Linked DNA regions of Mus musculus: regions 1, 2, 3, 4, 5 and 6 are each linked to region 7. The links are chromatin contacts, called in public HiCAR-type and promoter capture Hi-C maps. All regions are on one chromosome and are shown on one strand. The core of a region is the stretch at or near the end of the contact, and the rest is flanking DNA. Distances in the headings are between cores, read along the strand shown.

Region 1 (2,837 bases), core at 175-2,674, 1.3 Mb before region 7:
TCAGTTACCAAGTGCTTGAGGATCGGTGGACTATAGCTTGAGACAATGTATCCAAAATAAATAAATAATAAACAAGGTGGCTGGATATGAACCGAATTGCCACAATCTACAGAACTGTGACACCATTATCATCATAGTAATAATAATGGCGATGATGAAGATTTCAGAGGCTGTAGAGATGGCTCAGCAGTGTTTTTACTGATGAGCGGAATTCTGTTCCCCAGAACCCACACCAGGCACCTCACAACCAATTGTATACAAGCTTGGGAAGCAAATCTCCAGTTTGCTTCAGAATGCATCTCAAACGACATGAGCTTCAAGCTGTACTGTCTTGTACAGTATTCTAGTTTCTCTCCTTTCTATACAAATCGAATGTCTGGTCAAATACTGCTGAGCAAAGTTGTATGATAACAAGTCCTGAAAGAAGACCCTTTCACATGCCGCTGTGTATTGTTGGTTTTAGATAATATAGTCTAGCCAGTGCTTTAACCGGGTTTTCAGTAAATCGGGTAGGAACATACCAAGGTAATATTGTTAATGTAAGGGTCGGGGTTAGCAAGAGCTCTTTCTCAACTGTGGGGCTGTATGTGGCTTCTTAATCGGCTGGGGATCTTTTTCCGAGAAGCTTAAGGGCTCTCCAAAACGGCTGGACTTTGATGTCTACTGATTTCAACTACAACTGCTGTAAGCTTAGCGGGCGGGCAAGGAAGCAGGCGTCCGCCCGCCTCCTTGGCGTTGTCTCCGACGCTAAGGCAGGCTTGAAGCCTGAAGCTCCACTCCTCCTCCTCACCCTCTGGACGCTCTGGCAATGAAAACACCACCACGTGGCCTGCTGCCTTTGCCTCGCGCACCTTCGGCCAATGGCAAACGGTTTCTCCGACTAGGGGGCGGGTCGTCAACAGCTGTCCCGCCCACTAGCCCTATTGATTGACTAAAAGAGTTGGTGGCCAATCCTGGCTGTCTGCGGAAGGCTCTGTTCGGTCAGCAGTTCTGTTCCCAGTGATAAAGAGGCGGGGTGGGGACAGAGACGGCCTGGAGAGGGGGCGGGGCTACCAAGCTAGGTAGAAGGAGGCTCGGGGCGGGGCCTGGTTGGCTCAGGGCGGAGCTAGGGCTGTGAGGGGGTGGGGCTAGGTGCCCGAAGTGGAGAGGGCGAGGCTAAGTGGGAAATGTGTAGGGCGGGTCCTGAAGGTCCCAGGCAGGGCTAGAGCCGAGAGGGGCGGTACTTGAGGCAGGGGCGTGGCCTGGCTGTTTTAGGACCCAGCCGATTCTCTGAAGGAGGGGCGGGGGTTTGGAGTGGGGCGGAGCTAAATGGGAATCGTGTAAGGGCGGGGTCTTACGATGGAGGGGCGGAGCTAAGTGGTATCTGAGTGGGCGGGGTCTGTCTGGAGGCGAGCCCGGGGCGGGACCGACGCGGCAAGCCGGCCCACGGAGCCGGCGCGGGCGGGCTGCTGAGGTGGCTGTCCCCCGCTCAGAGCTGCGGCTTCTCGGGTCGAGCCCCCGATGGAGGCCGAAGCCGCAGATGCCCCTCCGGGCCGAGTGGAGGCGGCGCTCAGCTGCTTCTCTTTCAACCAAGACTGCACGTAAGCCACGGCGCCAGCCCCCTGGCCAGGGAAGTGGGGGACAGAATGTCGCCACCAAAGGGTGTTGTCCTGTAACGCAACTGGTGGCTAGCCGGGGCCTGCGCGCCGATGGTACCTCGGCAGGGCAGCCTGTGTCGCGGCGTTGCTCGGCTGTAGGGGTTTGAGCCCACCCAGACGACTGCCAGCCAGCGCCTGCCAGAAAGAGCCGGCTAGGGTGACCCAAACAAGTCAGCAAGGAGGGCGGAGGGGGGACCTTGAATGTGGGGGAGGGACTTGGTGTGGGCCACCTAGTGACCGAAAGGGAGATCAGGGACCAAAACAAAGGTGAGGGAAGGGAGGAATGTGCAACTTGACTCAAGAGGGAGGATGCAGAGAGTCGGAAAGATGAAGAAAAACTTTACCATTTGTCCTTGAGTATCTCAACGTGGCATTTGGGCAGGGCCTCGGACAAACAGTCAGTCTATCCCTGTGGCCCGACCAGCCCCAGCACTGGGCATCTTGGCTGGTCTCTTTGGCCGTAGGAAGCTTTTCTTTATTTGCCTTTCTGTGTTTACTCGCTGTCCACCCAGTCCCAGGAATCTCCTGGAAGCTCAGGAGCCCTTTCTCTGCCCCAGACAGCTTCCCATCCCTGAAGCAGGCGCTCCACCCTGTTGCTTTTAAGTGGCTTTTTAATGTTTCACTATGATGGTCAACGTTTAGACTTTGGTCCATAAACAAGGGATTGCTTGCCTGAGTTCTAGGCATCTGCAGGATTGAATCTTAAGACACAAGCTACTGTTTTCTTCCCTGTTTTTGTGCAAGCCAGCCTGGGGACCATATGGATTAATCTCTTTGGAATGTGGAGCCCTGAAGCATCAGGGCAGGGATGACCACTTCCCAGTGTCCCACTTCCGGCTGTACCAGTTTCTGCTCTGTTCCTGGTTTGGGCTCAGCTTCAGGCTTGTGCCTTGGCTGCTGCTAGCTGAACTGTGCTAATATTGAACATTCATTCGTTGGTGTAATTAAGGCCATAAGCAGCCCTGGTTTTCATTCCCTTTGTGTTTCTGTTTGAAAAACCCCTGCTCTGAACAATATGTCTTTGTTTGAAAAATCTGTGTGTGTAATCATATAATCCAGTAATTCGACAGCTTGGCTACATGAGTGACTCTCAGGCTGCCTCTGACCACAACCCACAATAAAAAAGTACATCTTACAACATCTCCCCATAGCCATAGATATGTAATATGCACAAACTATTAAGTGGGGTACCTTGTGGCA
Region 2 (2,834 bases), core at 304-2,803, 1.2 Mb after region 7:
ATAGACATATGCATACATTGTGCAACAGTTTGCTCAAACTGCAGTAGTGCCTCTGAATGCTTCCTAGGAGGGAAGAAGGAGGTGCAAGATCTAGGAGACTCAGGAAGTAAACAAAATTTTCAAGTCTAAGTAAGCTGCAACCTGTAAAATTCACAAGCCCCACCTCCAAATTATACAAGCAGTAAACTGTCCTGGCCTTAGCTGTCTGTCAGAGAGTGGGGGAATCTTCAGAAATGAAACTTGTGTGATTCTTCACCCATACTGAGGTTAATGGAAGCATGGCTAACGTGAGCACAGAGCACTGTTGATTTCATTCTGTGAATGCATCTCCCAGGAGCCAAGGCTGGCTGCCAACCTGTCGATCAGTCTGCCTCAGCCTGCCAAGGGCTGGGCAAGTCCTGCTAAGTTTCTTTTTTTGTTTGTTCTTAAAGACAGTCTTAGGGCTGGAGAGATGGCTCAGAGGTTAAGAGCACTGGCTGCTGTTCCAGAGGTCCTGAGTTCAATTCCCAGCATCCACATGGTGGCTCACAACCATCTGTAATGGGATTTGATTCACTCTCTTCTAGTGTGTCTCTGAAGACAGCTGTAGTGGACTCATATAAATAAAACAAGCCTGGCATGGTGGTGCACTTGAGAGGCAGAGGCAGGCAGATTTCTGATTTCAAGGCCAGCCTTGTCTACAGAGTGAGTTCCAGGACAGCCAGGGCTATACAGAGAAACCCTGTTTCATAAAACCAAAAAAAAAAAAAAAAAAGATAAAACAAAAAACCTTTAAAGACAGTCAGTCTTGGGGCTGGCGAGATGACTCAGTGCTAAGAGCACTGACTGCTCTATCAAAGGTCCTGCGTTCGAATCCCAGCAACCACATGGTGGTTCACAACCATCGTAATGAGACCTGACACCTTCTTCAGGCACATCTGAAGACAATTACAGTGTACTTATGTATAATAATAAATAAAAACTTAAAAAAAAAAAGATAGTCAGTCTTTCTGTGTAGCTAAGGCTGGCCTAGAATTCTATGTAGACCAAATTGATCTCGAATTTACTGAGATCCCCCTGCCTCAGTCTCCAGAGTGCTGGGATCAAAGGCATGTGCCGCCACGCCCAGCTAGATTTCGGGTTTTTGTTTTGTTTTGTTGTTTTTTTAATCAAAAGAGTTGTACATTCTGATAATCTGGAAAAGATTTCTCTACCAGCACCAAAAACGATAGTTAAAATAAATGCCCACGAACTAGCCGTCTCTGGAGGGTTAGGGTAAGCGAGATTAGGCATTTTGAAACAGAACCTTAACTGCCATCTGCAGGTTAATATTTTTCCCTTCTGGCATATTGTGGTAGGACTTTTTAGAGTTCACTAGCATATTTTTAAAATATGTTTTTTTTTATATCAGGCCGTTTTTAAACTTATCTCTCACCTTCCAAGAGGTGAAACAAGAGGGCAAGGGAGCCGACTCAGCGATTTCTGTCTCTACTAGCCGGGAGGCGTGGCCTCGAGGGTCTTGAGCGTTCGCACGTGGTCTAGACTCCACCCACTGGGCGGTGTTCGCCTCCTCCTCTTCCGCCCGCCAGGGGTCGCAGTTCTGCTCGAGCTGATTTTCCTCCTTGGTGTCGGTCGCTCTCGCGAGAGGAAGCACAAAGGCTGCCGGGAAGCATGCCCGGGCTGTAGGCCAACCCAAAATGGCAACCCTGGAAGAAGAATTCACGTTGTCTACTGGAGTCTTAGGCGCCGGGCCTGAGGGATTCCTAGGTGTAGAGCAGACTGACAAAGCCGACCAGTTCCTAGTGACGGACAGCGGCAGGACCGTCGTCCTTTACAAGGTGAGGACGGTGGGGCTGGCCGGCAGGTGTCTCGCCTCTGTCCGAAGCCGGGGGCGGGAGGCTTGAGTTTCTCACACTTGGGAAGGAAAGCCGGGAGCGGGCGTGACAGAGACCCGGGGTGCGACAGAGTCGGCGGGACGCCGCATGAGGTTCAGAAGTTGTTTGTCAGTAGTGAGGACCGGCGTATTTCCGAGTGACGTGCGGCGGTGTCTGGGTGCACATGGGATGAGCTGGGGACCTGTGCCTCCCCTTTCCCCGGGGACAGAGCCTGGCCGAGGGGACCACGTCTGTCACCCAGCAGCTTGCATGACACTGACAGGTTGAAAATGTGTGTTCTCCAGGACATCCTCCGCTCCTTGGGGTCCCGGGGGCGGGGTGAGTCGGATGGTGGGAAGAGGCAGGGATTTCTTGGTGTCCTAGAAAGATTGGACAGTTCTGCATCACACTGTGAAAGTCGCAGTCTCACCCGCTTTGCAGCCTGATTCCCGGCTCAACAAGCATACGTAGAGCCTTGTTATAGCAATCATCTACAAAGCACGTTTTTTAAGCTGGAGTTTTGAAGTTTGTTGTTGTTGTCGTCATTTTGGTTAGTATTTTGGGTTTTCGAAACAGGGTTTCTCTGTGTAGCCCTGGCTGTCCTGACTCTGTAAACCGAACTCATAGAGATGCATTGGAATTAAAGGCGTGTGCCACCACCACCAATGCCCCTGAACAGTTTCTTGTGTCATTAAAAAAGTTATCCATCTGCAAGGGCTGGAGAGAGTATTGGCTGCTCTTCCGGAGGACTGGGGTTCAATTCCCAGCACCCACATTGCAGCTCACAACTGTAACAACGGGATCTAACACCCTCACACAGACATACAAGCAAACAAAACACCAGTGTACGTAAAAACAACAGGAACAACCGAAAAACTAAGTTATTCAGGAAAAAAAAAGTTACCCAAGTGTTTTATTGTTTTGGGGACAGGTTGCCAACAATCCCCTATACTGTTGGTTTAAACTTCCCTTCAAACTTGG
Region 3 (2,700 bases), core at 167-2,666, 1.9 Mb before region 7:
CCTTCTCCTCCTGTTGGCTCGACTCATCCAGCCTTGATATGAATGCATGCGCTGAGCCTATGAGTGCATGCGCCTAGACTTACTGAACTTTTATGGCCTATTTGATTGCTATCCCTGGGAGGCCTGCTCCTTTCTGAAGGGAAATGGAGGAGGACTAGAACTTGGGAAGAGGGGAGATGTGGGGGAGGGACTGGAAGGAGTGGAAGTAGAGGAAACTGGGGTTAGGATGTAATTTATGAGCGCAAAACAGACAAACAAGAAATTAAAAAAAAAACCCTAGCAATTAAATGCACAATATAAAACTTCTAAGAAAGAACTTTTCATTAAGCATTAGCTACCAAAAAATAGAATATAAAGAATCAAACAACTATGGCAATAAAATTAATAGAAATCTGAATTATATTCTAGGCTACTTCAAAAGATTCGTTCTACTATCGAAACAAATTTTTTAAGTGTTGTGACATTTTCCCCCTACAGTCCTGAGGCCTTTAGAATACCCTTGTTAACATGTTTGTTTTGACAGTTTTCAAGATAAAAGGCACGCTATTTCACTTGTGTCTACTTTTAAAAGTAGAATTAACTGCCAAGTATATTATCATGGCTGGAACTGTTACTGTCTTAAACTTGTCCCCTATACTCTGGAACATCTCTCTGATTTAGATTTAGTAACACATGTGGATAAAAGAGTCCTGACAAATATTTGAGATTTCTCAACTCCTGGACTTCGCTTTTTCTGTTTTGACATTTGCTGTGGCGGGTCAAAAGTTTTCAGTGCCTTTCAGATACACTGTGCAGCAAGGACAGAATGGAGTTCAGGTAGGCTAGTATTAGTGCATAAAAATTGGAAATCTTTTATGTATTTTAGTCACAAGATAAATCTATTTTATTAATGTACTTAACCCATAAAATCCCACACAGCTGTGACCAGAGTAGGAGAAACATGTTTTAAAATAGTATTTCATTTGTCTACCGTCAGACTATCTCCAAGGCAGAGATAGGGATTGCTTTACCTTTAAAGGAAAAAATAGAAAAGAAGAGAAACTCCCAGCTTCAGCAACTTTTCCCAGTTAGTGTGAGTTTGCCAAATTGAAAACTGACGTCTATGTTTAGCTATGCAGAGTGAGAAATCATGAAAACTTGTATTTCTCATACAAGTCCTTAGATAACATTTTTATTCTAGGGTTTTTGTTGTTGTTGTTGGGTTGGTTTTTTTTTTTTTTTGTTTTTGTTTTTGTTTTGTTTTATTTTGATTTTTTGTCTTCTTTCCAATCTTGATCTCATCATATCTGAAGGGCTTGAGCAAGTTTTCCTTATCTGCTTTATTTTTTCCGGAGTTGAAAGGGGGTGAATGAACAGACACAGGGTTTGTTTTATTCTCAACCAATCACAGAACAGGGTTTTCCCAGGAGAGAGAGAGAGAGAGAGAGGACACAGAAAACAAAACAGATTCATCATGTGCAGCCTGGAGTGACCACATCCCCTTTCGGAAAGCAGTGTGCAAAGGAACCGCGGAGAGCAGCCACCTACTTAAGAAATGTTTACGGAAGGAGAGAAAGTGCTCAAAGGGATGCACTAGGAAAAGAAGCCTGCCTGTTCCGGGAGTGCGAATATTCCTCAGTAGTGAGTGAAGCTTACTGCTGTTTTTGTGCTCTGCCGAATAAATGGGTGGATATTGCCAAGTTCAATCTGTTATTCAGATGGTTTGTAGACACTTAAGTATCTTAAAGTGATTTAAGAGCTAATTTTTATTTCCCCCGCCCCAACCGAATTTTATTTCGAAAATACAGCTGTAGATTCTAGCTTGCTTCCATTGTAGCCAAGGAAAGAACTGTATTGCATTTTGTCATGTAAATTTAGGAAAGATTAAATTGAAAGATCATGAAAACTAAAATGGGTTTTAAAATTTGTTTATTTGAAAAATTGCTGGGTAAAACTATGTTCTCTCTCTTCTTTTTCTTTCTTTCTTTTTTCCTTCCTTCCTTCCTTCCTTCCTTCCTTCCTTCCTTCCTTCCTTCCTTCCTTCCTAACTTATTTTGAACTTTGCTTTCTGCATTTTGAGTGTCATTTCTATTTACAAAGTTGAGAGAAGCCTTATTCTTCTGGTGAGTCAGAATCAAGTAATTTCGAGTATTGATTATTATTTTAAAGCTCAGTTCTTCTGGTAAGAGTTATTCAGTTAAATTTTTATTATATTTAAATCTGAAGATAAGTATTATGAACATATTTCACTGGGATTGTATCCGATGAATTTATCATTCAGGCGAGTTTAAGCAATCAAAATTTTGTTGTTGATTTGTTTAGTTTTTTTTTTTTCCTAAAATGCAAGGAACAAAAATGAGTGTTGATGGGGTGAAACCAAGAGATTACTTTATTCACATCATTGAATTCTGATCTAAAATATTATTATATGTGTTCTGCACCCTAATGGCGTCCCCCCCCCCCATTGGAATGTTCTGTTTTATTGTAGAAGTGTGATGATAACCACGCCCTATCATCACCGTCACCCGTCCCTCCACATAGCTTAAAGAGAATGCATTTGAGGTAAATTTAGTCTTAAATCGTTGCATTAATATTTTACATTGCATTATAGTTCTTAAGTGTGGTAAATATTTGAGTCAGAAATAGAGTCAAGGTTTTTCCAACTCCGCTTCTGGTTTTGGTTTATTGTTTGTTTGCTTAATGAGCAGGTGAGGCAAGTAT
Region 4 (2,856 bases), core at 165-2,664, 1.4 Mb before region 7:
AAATCAAGCTAGTGTGCTGGCAGACGATTGTAATCCCAGCAATAGGGAGGCAGAGACTGGACGGTCTCTAGGGTTCACTGGCCGGTCAATCTGGTCCCAGAGAAAAAACCTGCCTTAAAAGCATCAGTGTGGATCAGTGGCTCCTGAAGACTAACACTCAAGGTTGACATCTGATCTCCCCAAGCACACACACACACACACACACACGGGCACACACACGGGCACACACACGGGCACACACACGGGCACACACGGGCACACACACGGGCACACACACACACGGGCACACACACACACACACACACACACACACACACACGGTCACACACACGCACTTCTATCTAAAGATGAGAGGACAGCAGCTGCCACAAGAAATAGTTGACCAACTGCCGGGAAAACTCCAGTGTTAACCCACAAGCTACAGTGTCTCAGAATGGAGACTCCAGCAAGAACCTGGAGATCCTTAACCAATGAAATTAGCATACATAGGCGCTTTGTTGCCCAGGCAGGCAACAGCTGGGGGGAAACAGTCTTTTCCTGAACATTCTCCAGGGTGGGGCCACCTCTCCAGGCAGACTCGCATTTACTATGCTCCCAAATTATAAAACAGAGAAAGCCAAGGTTTCAGGGCTGCCCTCCCCTGATCCTCAGAAGGAAGGAACACGGGGTGGAGAAGTGTAAATGACCTCACAGGATATCAGGAGAAAGCCTAAGTAAGCGGGTCCTCCAGTGATTCATTTGGGTGGACTACTTTCACACCAAGCTACATTCAAGAGTTCGGAGTGGGGTCATTTGGGGCCCCTCCCTCCCTGCCATTTCCTCTTTTCAAAGTACTGGAAGATTTGGAGTCAAACTCCATCCAAACAGGAAATCACCCAGGTTCTAGGTTAAGGGGAGTGGGAGGGGCTCTTATTTTTTAAAGGGCAAGCTATTTTTGTGCACCACGTGAGTATCTTCAGAGCAAGTGCCTACTATGTGCTGGTTGCTATGAATCCAGTTTATGCCCTGCAGCGAGTATGCTGAGAAATGAAATCCAAACCCCCAGACACACATCTGGCAAAGCTTACAGAAGAAAGGCTTTTAAGGGTTTGCATTGTCCCCCCCCAAAAAAAAAAACCCTAAAAATGGAAATGAAAGGCTCAAGTCCACCTCTCTTGGGCTCACCAGGATGTGTATGAAGAGCCCTGAGCAAGGAAAGTGGGGACAAAGAGGAGGAGCCGGAGGAGAGGATTGATGACAAGGTGGAAGGGCAGAGCCGGCAGCAAAGGGATTGGGAGTTTGGCTGGCAAGCTATGCCAGAGGCAGGTGCCAGCTAAGAGTGGGCGGAGGTGCGGGCGCCAGGCCAATCCAGGCAGCGGGGAGGCTCCGCGTTACCTCTGCCTCTAGGAGTCTAGGCGCAAAGACAAGCTCGCCCTGAGTCGCCCCTGCTTTGTCAACTCTGCGTTCCCTCCGCTCCTGCCAGCCCGGGGCACAGGAGTCCCTGCCGCCTGCAGGAGGAGCCGCTGGATCTGTCTCAGCAGCTGCGGAGAGACAGCATCCTTGGAAGAGACGCCCCGGGCTACGCAGTCTCTCCAGCCTCCTCCTAGGGGGCGAGAGCTCCTTTGCGCTCCCTCCAGTGATCGCCCTCTACACGGCCACCAGAGCCAGCACTCCTCCACGGGACCTCCCCACCTGAGCGGTCCCTGGCAGAGGGGGTCACAGGGCAAAGAGACTCAAATAACAACCGGGTAGCCAGGGAACCCCAACCCTGCCTCTCTACTGGGCAAGAAAAGACGACGCTGTCAACACTGTGAGCTTCCTGCACGCGGTCCCCAAGTTCAGGGAAGACACCCTTCCAGGAAGAGCTAATCCCCTGTGTGAGCATTCCAGCCTCCTCCGGACTCCAGGAGCTTCTTCCGTCTGCACCCCAAGTGTTTCCCGGGTGTCCGCTTGGGCCATGCCCGGGCTGCGCAGGGACCGCCTGCTGGCCCTGCTGCTCCTGGGCGCGCTCTTCTCCGCCGACCTCTACTTCCACCTCTGGCCGCAAGTGCAGCGCCAGCTCCGGCCGGGCGAGCGCCCCGCCGCCTGCCCGTGCTCTGGCCGCGCCCCCTCCGCGTCTCTACACTCAGCCGCAGCCTCCCGAGACCTTGGCACAGCCTCGCACAACTTTTCAGGAGCTTTGCCCCGGGTTGAGCATCCCAGCCGCGGCCACCCTGCCCCGCGCTCTAAGCTGCAGGCCCTCTTCGCCCACTCGCTCTACCAAGTCCTGGAGGATCCGCCTCTCCTGGGACCCGAAGACTGGCTCCTGGCCAGCCAGGAGGCGCTGCGGTATTACCGGAGGAAGGTGGCCCGCTGGAACAGGTGAGAACCCTTCCGAGGAACCCCAGCACCGGACTCCCTAGCATGACCCTCCAGGTCCTGGCTACCCATGTCCACTCCCACCCTGGGCTGTGGGAACTTCACTCTGCCGTCACAGCCTGGCACTAGGCTTCGATCCCCATCTGGACGCCCACCAGCTGTAGCAGGCCTTAGATTTCTGAGCAACAGCAAAGAAATGCTCCCAGCCACTCCCCTCGAGTTCCTGGGTTCTCTAGCCAGTCAGTTTCCTGGTCCCAATGCTTTCTCGGGCCTCTTTCGCGCTGTCCTGCTGTGGACAGCTGCTCTGGGCCTGCTGTTTTCCAGAATGAACTTTGCAAACAGAGAGCAGGGCTGGCGACACTCAGCTCTGCTCTTTGGTCAGATCTGACTGTCATATCCCAAAGACCCAGTTTCCCCCCCCCCCCCCCCCCCCGTCCCTGTCCCTCTGCTCAGGGTTGGAGACCAAAGAGGTCAGCTGGAGCAAACTCTGATACGGCCAATCCCTGTTGCTCATTAAAC
Region 5 (2,700 bases), core at 92-2,591, 1.8 Mb before region 7:
TACAGAGAATGTTATCTGAAGTCATAAGTAGTTTTTGAAGACTCGTATTTTCAAAGTTCACTGACACACAGAAACTAATTTTTGGTTTTTTTTTTCTTTCTTTCTAGCTATGAAAACGAAAAAGAATTTTCTAAATATTAGCTGGGCAGTGGCTCACGCTTCCCTTCTTACTAAAATCTCTCTATTAAGCTGTGACTTGTCTAACTCGGGTCCTTTTAGGCTGCCTTACTTTTGGTTTTCAATCTCCTATACGTAGCTGAATGTTGTTCTGAGTGAATGTTGTTCTGAGCCATACTTCCCAAGACCCATAACGTTAGCATTTCTTCTAGGCTACAGTTACCAGGTGTGCCTGACTCACTGTAAAAGGGGCTGCTCAACCCCTCCTCACTCACTTCTCTTGCTCTCTTGCTCTCTTATCCTCTTTCCCCTTTGACCCTTCTCTCGCCATTCCCTGTGCTCATGGCCTCTACTCCTCTCTCTCTCTCTCTCTCTCTCTCTCTCTCTCTCTCTCTCTCTCTCTCTCTCTCTCTCTGTCTTTCTCTATCTCTACTCCCTCAACTCCCCCTCCCCATGCCATGAATAAACTCTATTCTATACTATACTATAACTGGTACCTCAGGGGGAAGGGATGCCTCAGCATGGGCCCCCAGAGGCATCCCCTTCCCCGACACCATATCGCACCTCTACCAAACATACCCTTCGCTGCTGCTTCTTCTTCTTCTTCTTCTTCTTCTTCTTCTTCTTCTTCTTCTTCTTCTTCTTCTTCTTCTTCTTCTTCTTTTTTATAAAACACAACACATAATGTTGAGCACATTTTAAAGATGGAGTCTATTGACTGATTCTGGCCAGAGCAGGAACTGAGGAAATGGACAGGATGGAAGATATGATATAGGAAAAAAATCAAGATATTGCTTTCTAGGCTGTTTGAAACATAATTAGAATATCTGCCTCAACATGGCAGAATAAGTCCAGAGCTCAGAGCCTTTTAAGGGACAATATTTTATTTTATTTTATTTTATTTTATTTTATTTTTTGAAATCTGTCAATTTCTTTTGGGGGAGGGCCCAGAAAAGTTACAAATTTGGACTCCCTCGGCAACACAGATTTTTCTGACACTATAATTAGTCAAATGAGTAGGGTTGGCAATTCTCTGCTGTGGGAACTGGCTGGAAGTCAATAAAAAAGAGATTTGTTCGAGAATGGTCACGTGAATACAGTGCTCAGCAGGCCAAGAAAATTACAACCACAATCTTCCTCCAAAAGCAGTCAGGCTGACTGGGAATGCTCAAAACAGGCAAACAGAATGAAAGCAATACAGATGTGATAGAGACCGGGGAGAAGTAGAACCCATTCTCTTGGAGTGGGGAAACAGAGGTAAGCCAAGACTCAGGATACTTTCTTCGGACATTCCAAATGTAAGTTCCTTTTTGCTTCTGTTTGGTTTGTATTACGTAACTATAAGTGAGATTTCATTTACTCAATGAGAACTTTTTAGGGAGAAGTTATTATTTATTTTTCTGCACAGAGTTTTAGTGTTTCTGGGTTTATTTTCCTGTGGTCTGCAAGGGGAAGTTGTGGGTAGTTTTAAAGACATTGTCATATTTTCTAGTTTTAAGTAAAGATGTGGGAATGTGCCTGTAATGTGTTAGTAATGGTGAGAAATGTAAGCAGGTCTTCTGGAAGCATTTTCTGTGTGAATATGAATGTGAATCTGCTGCCCAGCTGCAGTTAGACACACACATGTGCATGAACTGTACAGTAACTGGCAGGCATTTCCAATACACTTTCTCTCTAATCCTGAGAAGTCTTTAGTATGGCATTTAGAGAAATGCTTTTATGTCTCAGCCTGTTATTCTCAGACTTACAGGTTGTTTGTCTATTTGTTGGTTTTGTTTTGTTTTGTTTTGTTTTGTTTTTAACATAAGATTCTTTCCTGCACGTTTTTATTTGTTGGGTATGATGTATTGAATCATACTGAGGCATGTGCCACTTCACTACAATGGCATTACTTCAAATGTCATACCCTTTGCTGTCGGCAGGAGTTTGCAGTAAACAGGGTTTTGTTGATTGGCACAGAGTCAATAACATTCACTCACGCTGAAGCAAAGCCTTCAGTTTTACTTGTACATGAGCTAGCATGGATCTAGGAACCAGAGAAGGAAGGAAAAGCAAACAAGAGGGACGTTTTACCGAGCTTATTTATGCTGCATGGCTGATTTGCAGTGGAACTCTGAGATAGAGAGTTAGTCTTAGTTCTGGCTACAAAGGGCTGTGGCTGCTCCCTTGACTGGTTCAAGTTATCCCATCTCTCTAAGAATGTTCCCGTTGCCCGGAGCAATTCTTGGGGCTTCTGGACACCCTGACTTAAAACATTTATTTATTTATTTATTTATTTATTTATTTATTTATTTATTTATTTGTTTTTGCTAATACTACATTCTTCTCCATTTGTCAGCCCAAAAGGCTTTCTGATATCTTTTCTCCACCCTTTTGTACGAAGACTTGCCTCTGAGCCTTATTATATAACCATGTGTTGTTTTCTTCTCTGGAAATAAGCTGTGAGTGGCTACTGTGCAACTACTGCCCAATGGGACTGTCCCATCAACTCTACACCTGAATTTTTATCCTGGGAAATAGGCATTTCTCTGTTTGAACTTGTCTCATGACTGGGATGATAGCATCATGCAGGGAAACTTCTAT
Region 6 (2,815 bases), core at 196-2,695, 2.0 Mb before region 7:
AGGCAGTAAAATATGTCACAACCTACACATTAATTTGTAGTAATTTTTTTATTTAAAATATTTTTCTCTGTGTTCTATGTTATTCTTACAAGCCTATAATCTTGTTGTCCATTTTATAAGTCGTATGTGTGTGTGTGTGTTGCTGGGGTTTAAAGCCAGGACCTTGTACAATCTAGGCAAGCAGACTATCACTGAACTACAAGTCCACTCCTATAATAGAATTTTAATATTTTCTGTTTCTATGGGTGCAATTTTGTTAAGTGAGTAGGTATTTTTTGTGAAGATAAAAATATTTACATACCTTTCTTGTAGGTGTTTTCTCTCATCAGTAGTATTATTAGCAGTATTTACCATAGTTTATGATTCGCAAGACCTGAAAATTTAAATTGGTATAAGAAAAAGTTCTTAACTTCAGGCTACATATGATGTAGCTGAAGAGATTAGCATGTAAGACAGTGAAAGGGATACTATGGTGCCAAGTGGGGTGTTTGAGAGGAAAGATATCATTGTGTCAGGCTCTATGATAGTGTACACACACATGCAGGCAAAACGTCCACATCTATAATAAAGCAGAACACATTCTATAGACTTAGTTTTCAATTTGAGAACTACACACACATACACAAAATATGTATGAATGTTCACATTCACAGAGCTGAAGATGTTTTCGAAAGTAACTGTAACACATAGCACTGGGGACTGCACACACCAGACACATTCAGTATCAAGCCAGCAAAAATTCCAGCATGAATAGTGTGTGTGTGTGTGTGTGTGTGTGTGTGTTATGAATTGGCAGTTTGTGGCTTCTGGATAAGAAAGGATCAGTCTTCCTCAGGGATGTGTAATTTTGGTATTGTGAACTTTACTTTGCAATACCTTTGGCCCTTGTTTCGATCACTTTGGGTAACGACATTCCAAACATCAGTTTGCATTTTAAGTAAAAATTAAGCGTGGTATATAGTCTTTGCCAGAAGTCAACACTTGCAGATTTTCGGAGGATGTTTGAAGGAACCGGTAGGATGTTCAAGGTGGTAGTCTGAGGTTGGAGAGGAGAAGGCAGTCTTTACAGAAACGAGGAGGGAGGACGCTGCAGCAAGAGGGAGGAGTGTCAGACTTTTATCAACTCTTTAAATACAAGGGAACAGAGGCAGATGGGAGGGTGGAGAACCAAGGCCGTCCTTCTTGAGGCGACAGAAGTCTCCTCAAACCCATCGAGCCTCGGTGGAGGGTGCGGCGAGCTCCCCAGGAGGTTCTGAGCACCTGAGCTAGAGTCGGCAGGTCCAACCAAGTACTCTGCGACTCGTTCGCCGCGCTCACCTCCGCCGGAGCCCCGCCCCCAGTAGCCCCGCCCCCAAGCGCGCTCCCGTCTCGAGCTCCAGGAGCACGCGCATTACGCACGCCCCGCCCTCAGGTGCATTCAGGGGCGGGCAGGGGGCGTGTCTCCGGCGGCGCGCGCGGCTCTCTCGGCGTAGCGGGGCGGCGGGCACGCGCGCGCTCGGCCTCGCGGACCGCGTCTCCGCGCAGAATTTCCGAGCTCCGTCACTTACCGCGGTCGCGGTCGCCGCAGGTAAGCTCGCGGCTTGGGCCTGACAGCGCTGCGGCTGCGACGCCGGGGTGAGGAGACGCCGAGGCCCGCGGCGCTCGAGGTCGCTCGCCATTCGTGTCTGCGGAGAGAGGTGACGCGGCGGCGGGGACGGGGCATGGACCGTGGAGATGGCCGAGCAGCTAGGGAATGAGGAGAGGGGAGGGTGTGGCGGGCCGCGGGGAGCCGGAGGATGCTGGCGGGTGGCGGGCGCTGACAGGGATCCCTGGGCTAGCGACATCCTCAGAACTTCTAGAGAGGCAGAAGGAAAAGAAAGGACAAACCGAAATTAAATAAAAGCCCAAACCAAACCGAAGTCAGTTTTCCCCCTGAGGGCTCAGGAGCATCGCCCTACTTGGGGCGCAGATCGGGTAGCGGATCATGTGTGACCAGAGGACTCGGGGTGAGAGGAAAAGCCGCAGAGCTCGTGACACGGTTTTGGGGTTGAAAATAATCTGAATTCCCCAAACATAGCTAACGAAGATTCCCAGGCGCGGAAAGGTTTCAGGGAGGAGGAGAAAGCGAGGTCCATGGGGGACAGCGGCCTCTGGGGCAGTCGGAGTTGAGGATTTTCGCCCCAGCTCTCTAAAAGCTTCGCTTTACGTTTTCAAAGAATCAAGTCTGAGGACAAAAATTAAGGACATTCTGGAGCCCCAGATGAGGTTAGATCCTGGCTCAGAGCCAGGGTCAGTATTACTTCATCTTGACAGCTGCTCTGAGGTTGGAGATGGTACTCTGTGTGGGAAATATGGGTCTTAAAGAGGTTAAATAACTTTATTAAGGTCCCAGCTGGGGAAAAAAATGAGGTACTGAGATTCTCCCTCTGAGATTCCAGACTCTCTAATCCTGGTGCTTTCCTCACTCTATTTTATGTTTGCCCAGAGAGCATTTTTATGTCTCGTCAGAGAAGACTCAATAGATAAGAACATTATGAGAACACTTTGTGTGTGTTTATCCTGAAAGCAGATTTAAGAGACAGTGATCTTTGAATGTGGGTCATTTAGGCAGATGTGTCCTTGATAATGCAAAACTTCAAATTCTATTAAACATAGGGAACTCTTAAATTTTGCATAAATTTATTAATATGTTCGTTACATGCCAGGTAATCATTTTGTTCCTAAAGTTCCTAGATGAATATAGTATGTAATGTCTGCCATTGAGTTTAATTGAAAGAGTAATTATATAAAAGCAACTCATACTAATATAAATTGTAGTCCTCATTAGTGTGTAGAT
Region 7 (2,794 bases), core at 222-2,721:
CAATTAGGCAATCTTGGAAAAGGATAGTCCTTCGTGGCTTATGGGATATGCTGTGAGCTAGTATTTCAGGCGATTTCCCTCTTTTAAAGTCTGCACTTGAGATCTTACATTCCTGATCCTCTTGGGATCACTGGCTGGTGTTACCATGTCCAAGTTCAAGTATGCACATTGTCTTAATGGATTTGTATTCTACAATAAACGAAGCTGATGCGATGGCTCATCTCTGTAATTCCAGCACTCAGGAGCTGTGACAGGAGTATTACCTCGAGTTTGGGACCACCCTAGGCCGATTGGGACAATGAACTTCTTGTTGGTAGAGGGTTGCTCTGTCCCAGGTTTAGAATCCTCCAGGCAGACCTAATAAATATTCAGCAGGCGCTCGGACAGCCCAGCCCCAAGTGCGCCCTTTGCATACATATCCATTCCAGCTACCCCTTCACAAGCAGTTTTACTTGGTAATTTACAAATGTTCTGGCTGAACTCTACACCTGCCAGTATTTCAGCAATTAGCTTAGGATGCAAAATGATTTCTAAGTTAAGGTTCTGGACATGTAAAATCAAGAGAGCCCGATCATCTTCGGGCACCACAGCTCTGATAGCCAACGAATAACATCACAAACCAGGGCAAGCCCTTTGGCATCTTACCGGGTTATTACGACTGTCATACAAATCTATATAATAAGCAGGTGAACTGCAGGTCAAAGATCGAAGGGATGTAAGAGAGCCGGCAATCAGTTATTCAAAACCGCTCCCTTTTACCGACTCGGAACTGAGCGAGGGTTAGGGTTTGGGCATTTTAGTGGCATAAACGACTAGAATGACATTTTGGTCAGGTGAAAGGTTAAACGGGAAAGAGGCTGATAAAAAGCCAGCAAACCCCCCACCCCCAAATGCCTGTGGGTCCAGGTAGCTAGACAAGGAGCTACCTCTGTACCTGCTAAGGTGGCATGGGGGTGGGGGTGGGGAGCGCTCCGTGCCGGGTTCCTTCGGGGCACAACTTCCATCCCAGAAAGAGGAAAGCATGAGCAGAGAAGCGTGAGTGGGTGGAGGAAGGTGGGGAGAGGAGGAGGCCCGGCACCACGAGCGGAAGGAGAGGAGGAGAAAAAAGAGGGAGGAGGAAGCAGAGGAAAAGGGAGGAAAAAGAAGCGGGCGGCGGAGGAGAAGGACCCGCCCCTCCCGGCTTCTTCCTGGGCTGGGCATCTCCAGGGCCTCTCCCCGACCGCCGCCCTCGGCAGTTGGCGGGGCTCACAGGGGCCCCCCAGTCTGCGTGTCCAGCTCTGTGCAGCGGAGCGCAGAGGCCCAAGGCTCGCCCGGCGCGCGTCCCCGTCCCGCGCGCTCCTACTCCAGGCCGCGCGCGCGCGTGCACACATACACACGCTAGCTCTCCGGGCATGCGCAGTGGGCGGCGCCGCTCCGGGCCGCCTCTTGCCGCCGCGAGTAGGAAGCGCGAGCGCCGGGCGCCGGGCTGTCAGTGAGCGTGGGGCCAGCCAGCGAGCCAGAGAGCCGGAGAGAGCCAGAGAGAGCGGCTCGGCTCCCAGCTCCGAGTAGCGCAGCGCCCGCCCGGCTCTCCCGGGCCACCGCCGCCACCACCGCACCTCATCAGCACCGCCACCTCGGCCGCCGCCCCCGCCCACCCCGGCCCTCCCCGGCTGCTGCTCCCCGGCGGAGGCAAGAGGTGGTTGGGGGGAACCATGGCTGACGTTTACCCGGCCAACGACTCCACGGCGTCTCAGGACGTGGCCAACCGCTTCGCCCGCAAAGGGGCGCTGAGGCAGAAGAACGTGCATGAGGTGAAAGACCACAAATTCATCGCCCGCTTCTTCAAGCAACCCACCTTCTGCAGCCACTGCACCGACTTCATCTGGTAGGTGCGCGCGGCAGCCCTGGGGACCCAAGAGCCACCTTTGCCCCGGGGCTCAGGTCTGCTTGTCCCCGGGACTTAAGCTCGGGGACGTCTCTGAGCCCCGGCGCGTCCTTACTCTCAGGGCCAGGACTCCTCCGAGAACTTAGAGTGCCTGGCCGGAGTCCGAACTCTCGCCAGGAGTGACAGGCGCGCACCCACGCGGGACACTCCCTGGAAAGTGGCCCGGCGCTGCCACGCATGCCCTGGTGCCCTGAAGGGACGCTTGGCTCTGCACGGGGTGACTCGGATGAGGGGGAAGGTCCCCTCGCCTCTCCTAGGGCGCACAGGTCTTCCCTGTCACCAAGCGGAGCGGTCAATGGGCCTGATGGGAGCGAAGGGACAGGAAAGAGAGATTGCTGGAGTCAAAGTGGCCCCAGGACGCGCAAGAAACACGCCCGGGAGTAGCGGGGAGCCGCGGCGCGCCGCTCCAAGTTGCTGGCGAGCCAGGCTGGGCGCGTTCCGGGGAGTGTTTGTGCCTCGCGTCGGGCTGGGACTCCGCTGGAACCTTGGGTCCCTGCCTACTGTAGGCTGTTTCTACTGGGCACGGAGACTTTGACTTTTCTGGCCGAGCCCAGAGTGGGGAGAGAGGGGAGGGAGAGAGATGGAAGGCAGCAAACTGTTGAAAGCTTGCCGTGGGGGAGGAGGGCTAACCCGGCAGGCAAATGGCAGAGGGCAGAGGGAGTCATTTAAAATAGACCCTGTCAACAGGAGATTAAACCTGTAACCCAGTTGATGAGGACAGAGGGCTTATTTAAGAAAAATACTGTAATGGCTAAAGGTGTCCGCGCTCAGGTGATTTCCACTGAACGCCAAGCGTTGGCAACTGAGGGGCTTGATAAAAAGAAGGGTTCAGGGATCTATCTCTCTGGAGCCTGTGAAATTAGGTAAAAT

What was found. Promoter capture Hi-C pulls out the DNA fragments that hold promoters and counts their contacts. HiCAR-type assays count read pairs that join an accessible place to other places.
Region 1: a promoter capture Hi-C map of pre-B cells shows a contact between it and region 7, with 6 times the contacts expected there. The contact joins the promoter of Wipi1 here to the promoter of Prkca in region 7. A contact is called at or near these places in 7 of 39 promoter capture datasets (3T3-L1-derived adipocytes, the C10 cell line, frontonasal cranial neural crest and 3 more), 1 of 484 Hi-C or Micro-C datasets (embryonic stem cells) and 1 of 115 datasets of contacts at active chromatin or transcription factors (astrocytes).
Region 2: a HiCAR-type map of astrocytes shows a contact between it and region 7, with 3 times the contacts expected there. The contact joins the promoter of Nol11 here to the promoter of Prkca in region 7. A contact is called at or near these places in 2 of 39 promoter capture datasets (hippocampal neurons and liver) and 1 of 115 datasets of contacts at active chromatin or transcription factors (astrocytes).
Region 3: a contact with region 7 is called in a promoter capture Hi-C map of liver, with 4 times the contacts expected there. The contact joins the promoter of Abca6 here to the promoter of Prkca in region 7.
Region 4: a promoter capture Hi-C map of stem cell-derived epiblast-like cells shows a contact between it and region 7, with 5 times the contacts expected there. The contact joins the promoter of Fam20a here to the promoter of Prkca in region 7. A contact is called at or near these places in 2 of 39 promoter capture datasets (the 3T3-L1 cell line and stem cell-derived epiblast-like cells).
Region 5: a contact with region 7 is called in a promoter capture Hi-C map of 3T3-L1-derived adipocytes, with 6 times the contacts expected there. The contact joins the promoter of Abca8a here to the promoter of Prkca in region 7. A contact is called at or near these places in 4 of 39 promoter capture datasets (the 3T3-L1 cell line, 3T3-L1-derived adipocytes, embryonic stem cells and 1 more).
Region 6: a promoter capture Hi-C map of liver shows a contact between it and region 7, with 9 times the contacts expected there. The contact joins the promoter of Abca5 here to the promoter of Prkca in region 7. A contact is called at or near these places in 3 of 39 promoter capture datasets (embryonic stem cells, liver and pre-B cells), 2 of 484 Hi-C or Micro-C datasets (both in embryonic stem cells), 1 of 115 datasets of contacts at active chromatin or transcription factors (embryonic stem cells) and 1 of 9 other capture datasets (liver).

Annotation. Positions count from the first base shown.
Region 1 is chr11:109,609,976-109,612,812 of GRCm38.p6, reverse strand. It overlaps Wipi1 (WD repeat domain, phosphoinositide interacting 1), which reads left to right and starts at 1,424. Exons shown (of 13, transcript NM_145940.2): 1 at 1,424-1,580. The coding sequence starts at 1,501.
Region 2 is chr11:107,188,100-107,190,933 of GRCm38.p6, reverse strand. It overlaps Nol11 (nucleolar protein 11), which reads left to right and starts at 1,553. Exons shown (of 18, transcript NM_133702.3): 1 at 1,553-1,817. The coding sequence starts at 1,677. It overlaps Gm39425 (a long non-coding RNA gene), which reads right to left and starts at 1,607. Exons shown (of 3, transcript XR_880257.3): 1 at 1,415-1,607.
Region 3 is chr11:110,250,492-110,253,191 of GRCm38.p6, reverse strand. It overlaps Abca6 (ATP-binding cassette, sub-family A (ABC1), member 6), which reads left to right and starts at 1,416. Exons shown (of 39, transcript NM_147218.2): 1 at 1,416-1,620; 2 at 2,688-2,700. The coding sequence starts at 2,699.
Region 4 is chr11:109,720,796-109,723,651 of GRCm38.p6, reverse strand. It overlaps Fam20a (family with sequence similarity 20, member A), which reads left to right and starts at 1,414. Exons shown (of 11, transcript NM_153782.2): 1 at 1,414-2,340. The coding sequence starts at 1,937.
Region 5 is chr11:110,094,578-110,097,277 of GRCm38.p6, reverse strand. Abca8a (ATP-binding cassette, sub-family A (ABC1), member 8a) reads left to right here and starts at 1,341. Exons shown (of 39, transcript NM_153145.4): 1 at 1,341-1,415.
Region 6 is chr11:110,336,346-110,339,160 of GRCm38.p6, reverse strand. Abca5 (ATP-binding cassette, sub-family A (ABC1), member 5) reads left to right here and starts at 1,445. Exons shown (of 39, transcript NM_147219.2): 1 at 1,445-1,676. It overlaps Gm39445 (a long non-coding RNA gene), which reads right to left and starts at 1,323. Exons shown (of 3, transcript XR_880289.1): 1 at 877-1,323; 2 at 302-373.
Region 7 is chr11:108,342,565-108,345,358 of GRCm38.p6, reverse strand. Prkca (protein kinase C, alpha) reads left to right here and starts at 1,471. Exons shown (of 17, transcript NM_011101.3): 1 at 1,471-1,864. The coding sequence starts at 1,692.